2 separate regions of the Hordeum vulgare genome follow, and region 1 is linked to region 2. The links are chromatin contacts, called in public Hi-C maps. All regions are on one chromosome and are shown on one strand. The core of a region is the stretch at or near the end of the contact, and the rest is flanking DNA. Distances in the headings are between cores, read along the strand shown. Region 1 holds the start of LOC123426019 (protein VASCULAR ASSOCIATED DEATH 1, chloroplastic). Region 2 holds the start of LOC123426017 (protein FAR1-RELATED SEQUENCE 5-like).

Region 1 (2,700 bases), core at 144-2,643, 750 kb after region 2:
TAGGTTGATCACCTAGTTGTCATTTTAGAGAACCTTTATGTTGCTAACCCTAACTTGTTAAGAATAGTTAAAAAGTGGTAGTTGCCTATTCATCCCCCTCTAGTCAACCATATCGATCCTTTCATGCACGACCGCCATGATGCGCTCCCGTCGTGTGCCATCGGGGCTGCCTCCGCTGGCTGCCGCCCGGGAGGGGCTGGCCGTGCCACAGGCCTTGCTGCGTTAGCGCCGCCTCCGTCAGTTCCATAGGAAGCCACGTCGGAGGACGCTTCGTACGGGGCTCGAGCTTGGACAAGTCAGCCGAAGGAAGAGCCCGCACCATCTTCGCCGCGAGCAGGACCACGACCGCATGCACTCCACGTCGGATACCGGGAGCCGCATCGGGCGCTGCCTCGCCTCCGTCGCGGGTACGTCGTCGTCGAGGAACCGCTTTGGGCTCCGTCGCGAGCCGTGGTGGGGAGGGCGTCGTGGTCCGCGTGCCGCGAGGTCGAGGCCGGCTGTGCCCCTCCATCAACGCCGAGCCTTCGGTCTGGAGGCGCTTGCCACACCACCATGCCTCCCATAGCAATCCCGGGTCGCTGATGCGCCATGGTCGGCCATGCCGAAGAGGGCCGCTTATGCGGCCTTTGCTATCTACGTCTGGGAGAAGGGAAGGAGAGGGCGAGACCAAACCATGCTTTGGAGGACGCCGCGATCGAGCGCCGGCACCTGGGCTCGTTCGGCACGTCGCCTGCGTGTGGTCATCGGCGACGAGAACGACATCCTTGACCGCCGGGATGGCCTAATCTCTCTCGTGTTTCCTGCCATGGTCGTTCATCACGGGTTGGCCATCGGCTTCGTCAACGGCGAACGTGGAGTTGTCCTCACTTATTCGAGTCGCTGAGACGAAGGAGAGCGTGCTGATAACGTGTTAGAGTAAAACGGGATTGAATGAAAGTGAATGGACGATCAGTCCTGATTTCTATTGATTCTTAAGTATATATAAAATCTAGAAGAGATGCAAAGAAGAGATTTCTGTTCGGAGACATCCCTCCAGAACAGGTGCCTGTTGACAATATAGCAAGAAAGAGGAGACACAACTATTTAGGTTGGACACAACTCTTGATTAATTAGTCTACTAATTAATTTCTAATAATACCGAACAAGGAGGACGTGCATGATCTAATTGTGATCTCCTTCCTTGTCCGTCCGACGGAGCCCACCACCGTGCCGCTAGCCGACCAACTGGAAGAAGTCCGCAACACGTCACCGTCACCGTTCACACCGGCCCCAACTTTCACTATTCAACCCCCCGCCCCCCCCCGCCCATGCCTCACTTCACCTACCGTTCGCCCTCCTCTCCTAGACCGACCCCCCCCCCCCCCCCCCCACTGGAGCACGCGGCGCCGTCCGCATGGCGTCCCCGACCGCTGCGGCCTCCCCGACCGTTGCGCCCCCCCCCCACCCGTGCCCTCGCTGACACCACCGCGCCCTCGCCGGCCTCCCCGCCTCGCCGCCTCGCCGTCGTCAGCGTGGACGCGCCCGCGGTCTCCTCCCCGATATCCGCCCACTCCGGGGACCTCTCCGCCTGCGATGTCTCGGTGGGTGGCACTTGCTTCGGAATTGGAACTTGCCGGACTTTTCCTGCTTTCTCCTCCTTTTTCTTCTCTCGTTTTTTTACGCCGCGCGGTTTGATCGTGCAGAGCCCGTTGCTCGTGAGTAGGAGCGAGGAGTACAGGCTGATGTTCCGGCTCCCGCCGGACGAGGTAATTCACATTTGGCGGTCGCTTCCTCTGTTCGATCTAATTCTCGGCTTCTGATTCTGATGCATTGTTCTGGGGAAATTTGTGTACGAAAGTGGTTTGAACTGGGGTTGAGGGGATTTCACTCCATGTGGAAGATTCCCCACGGATAAAACTACATCATGACAAATTCGTACTTTAATCTTGGTTCTGATTAGGTTAGGGTATTGTTTATGGTTCCAATTTGGTTCCTTCAATAAAACGTGCATTATTGGTGATGGTTCAGTTATTGATGAATTTGATATAGCTTGCCGAAATTGTGTCTGACTCTGTAGCTGGCGGATTTGCCTGTCGGTATCGTAGCCTTTTTTTATGTATGAATTCAATAGCTATTTCTGTATGTGGTGGATTCAGTAGTCAGTTTGTGGTTTCATGATCTTACGGTTGATAATTAATTGAGTGACTATTTTAATTTGTTTTACGTGATCGTATTGTTCGGGGAACCAAACGGTCAACCTTTCATGTCCTATCACAGTAACATGCCAAGTTTGTCTTTTGATCAGGAAATAATTTGCCAAGTTTGTCTTTTGATCAGGAAATAATTTACCAAGTTAATCGATTGTTTATGGTTGGTCGCGAGGTAGGATTTTGGATTATTCTGTAGAATTGAATAGAGCACGGTATCAAGTTTTGTAACCATGCTTTGGATCGCACACGTTCATAGTCACAAAGCGATCTCACATGATATTTCATCAATTTAATGTTTGGATGTTAATTAGTTATTGTTGTTATTGCAGGTTCTTGTGCAAGATTTTAACTGTGCCCTCCAAGAAAATATTCTTCTTCAGGTTTTTTCCTTTATTCACTTCAACTTATGTGCTCGTCTCCCAAATTAAACTAGAGTATATGCATCTGTGTTACTCCCATGATCATAGGTTGCCTGTATTTAGTGATCATGCATAGTCTAACAATCAACTAT
Region 2 (2,700 bases), core at 146-2,645:
ATGGTTGTCCACACCAACAAACAATGCAAATGGTCGCCCATACACATTCAGCCCATATGTTGTATCAAAGCAAACAACATCACCAAAGCTTCTGAAGTCAATGATTGACTTTGCATCAGCCCAGAAGAAATTTACAGCCGAATTCCCATCAGGTGCCATTCCTACTGCATAATACACTGAAGGGTTTCCCACCTGCAACCCTTCCATGTATTCCAATGCAGCACCAGCATCCCCAAGCTGCACACCCTTTCCCTGCTTCCTTCGATGCAGTTCCCCTGCACCAAGCTCGTGCACTCGAGCCCTCATCTTATGTGACCGCAGCTTGTGCACGGTCTCTGAGTTAGCGAGTGGGTGATTATGCTCCGCAAAAAAATTAGCAACCCGGTATGTTCGGCATGGGGTGATCTTGATGACCATTCTTGCCTGGCAACCTGTTCGTGTTGGTGGTGGGCCTGGCCTAGGCGTGCCTGGTGCCCCTGCACCAGCACTGGTGCTGATACTGGCCAGGCTATCGTGCTTGGCACGGTCACTGACGCCCTCACGGGAACATACAAAGATACGAGACACAATCACCCCACGCTTGCGCTTCTTATATGATCGGCGGACGCTGAAACCCACATGCTCGGCGTACCGGTTGTAGAAGGCATAGGCGTCATCTTCCGTCTCGAAGTGCATCTCTGGGCTTGGCCCGTCCCTGGGGTCCGGCAAGCTTGCGGCAGCGGCAATGCTGCGATGCGAAGAACTAGATGGAATCATTGCCAGTGATACCGCGGATGCTGCAGAGGCGAGCTGGTGGTTGTGCTCGGCAACAAATTCAGTGACACGGAAGGCATTGGCAGAAGGAAGTAGCTTGATGGTGAGGGACGCCAGGCAGCCGGTGCGTGAGTCCGGGCACCTAGGAGGCGGTGGCGGAGCAGCAACGGTGACGTTGGTCTCATCTTGAGGCTTCTTGGGTTCTTGGCGGAAGCCCTGCTTGGAGCAGACGAAGAGACGGCGGGTAACGGTGTGCCGGGAGTTCTTGGACTTGTTGGACTTGCGGACGACGAAGCCAAGGCGAGTGGCGTATGCCTTGTAGAACTCGTACGCGTCGTCCTCCGTCTCGAAGTACATGCCTATTTGGGGCGAGGTGGGGACGGCGGCATCATCCCCGGAGGCAGCAGGTGTGGAAATCGAGATTGCTTGGCCGAGAAGCGCGGGCTCATATGAGCCAGCGACAGCGGCGGCAGAGGAGGGGGAGGATGAGCCGGAGGTAGTCGGCGAGGAGTCCCCGGAGAGGGAGGCAGGGGTGTGTGCGGTGGTGGACATTAGGGTCTGTGCTAGGGTTTGGAGGAATGAAGGGGGAGAGCAGCGGGAGGAGGAAGAAGAGGTTGGATGGATTGGTTGTGGAGGCGGCGGCTATGGGTACATGTGTGTGGTTGAGGGATTGATCAGCGCCATCGTTTTCGCCGCGCTGAAAAAAATAGTCCTTTTAGCCCGCGCTAGTGTTTCGGGCGTTTCAGCGGACGCGTAAAAATAGCGTGTGCGGCATATGTAATCCAGCGCGCGGGAGGAAAACGTCATCGTGCGCCGCTGATTTGCTGCGTCCGCTCCCGCGCGCTGAACTCTCGAGCGCTCGCACGAAACTCCACCTACCCATCCAGCCGTGCCGCCGTCGCCGCCCGCGCCACCCCATTTTTTCGGCGACCGTTCCGACGCTTCCCCGGTCTCTCCTCGCGTAGCTGCGGCTTCCTCCGTCTCTCTCTAGTCAGCGCCGCCCGTCGCGTGCGGCAGTCCTCCGACGAACAGCGCCCAGCCGCACACTGCCGCTTGGCGTCCGCAAGGTGTTCGATAAGGCCCGCAAGGTATGTATTGCTTCCGTTGGGGCATAGTTTATGCCTAAGTAATTTTGGTGATTGTAGACAGTACCGTAAAGGACTAACCGTGTGTGTTAAGGTTTCAGATAACACACGTCAACGGCACAAGACGACTCGTCTCCTCATTCATGGAACGAAAGCACGACGCTCTCTACGATTCTCTTTATTTGAGTCATAGGAAAGCCGTACTATTAAGAGGGGATCCGTAGTAAAAAGGTTTGGGTGGAATCTATCTTTGCACGCGCACACTTCACATATTCTCCCTTACCTTCATTTTTGGAGCGGCCCCCGCCACTGTGTTTATTTCCTCCTTGCAAATTGGTCCCCAGCGGTAGTACCGCTGGAAGGCTAGCGGTAGTACCGCCCCTGGTCAGCGGTAGTACCGCTCCAGGAGCTTAGTACCGCCTGCCTAGCGGTAGTTCGTGGACGGACCTTTTTGCGAAGACTTTCTTGGCGGTGGTAGTGCTTTTGCACTATCAGGAGCCCAGCGGTAGTACCGCTGGAGTTCCAGCGGTAGTACCGCTAGGCGGCGGTAGTACCACTAGGCGGCGGTAGTACCGCCCCTGGTCAGCGGTAGTACCGCTGGAGTGCCAGCGGTAGTACCGCTGCAGCTCGGGCAGAGAGTGGGAAAACGGTCTGATTTCCCCCCCACTATATAAAGGGTTCTTCTAGTTGTGGAACCTTATCTCTTACCCTCTCAAGCTCCATTGTTGCTCCCTAAGCTTAAAAGTGCCCGATCTCTCTCCCTAGCCAATCAAACTTGTTGATTCTTTAGGGATTGGTTGAGAAGGCCTAGATCCACACTTCCACCAAGAGAAAAGTTGATTCCCCCACCAATCCCTTGCGA

What was found. Hi-C and Micro-C count contacts between places; a contact is called where the count stands out from the background.
Region 1: a contact with region 2 is called in a Hi-C map of seedling, with 5 times the contacts expected there. The contact joins the promoter of LOC123426019 here to the promoter of LOC123426017 in region 2. A contact is called at or near these places in 3 of 6 Hi-C or Micro-C datasets (leaf and seedling) and 1 of 1 datasets of contacts at active chromatin or transcription factors (embryo).

What each region holds. Positions count from the first base shown.
Region 1 is chr2H:254,995,984-254,998,683 of MorexV3_pseudomolecules_assembly, forward strand. It overlaps LOC123426019 (protein VASCULAR ASSOCIATED DEATH 1, chloroplastic), which reads left to right and starts at 1,394. Exons shown (of 19, transcript XM_045109798.1): 1 at 1,394-1,438; 2 at 1,440-1,580; 3 at 1,683-1,745; 4 at 2,519-2,569. The coding sequence starts at 1,394.
Region 2 is chr2H:254,244,528-254,247,227 of MorexV3_pseudomolecules_assembly, forward strand. LOC123426017 (protein FAR1-RELATED SEQUENCE 5-like) reads right to left here and starts at 1,396. Exons shown (of 4, transcript XM_045109796.1): 1 at 1-1,396. The coding sequence starts at 1,305.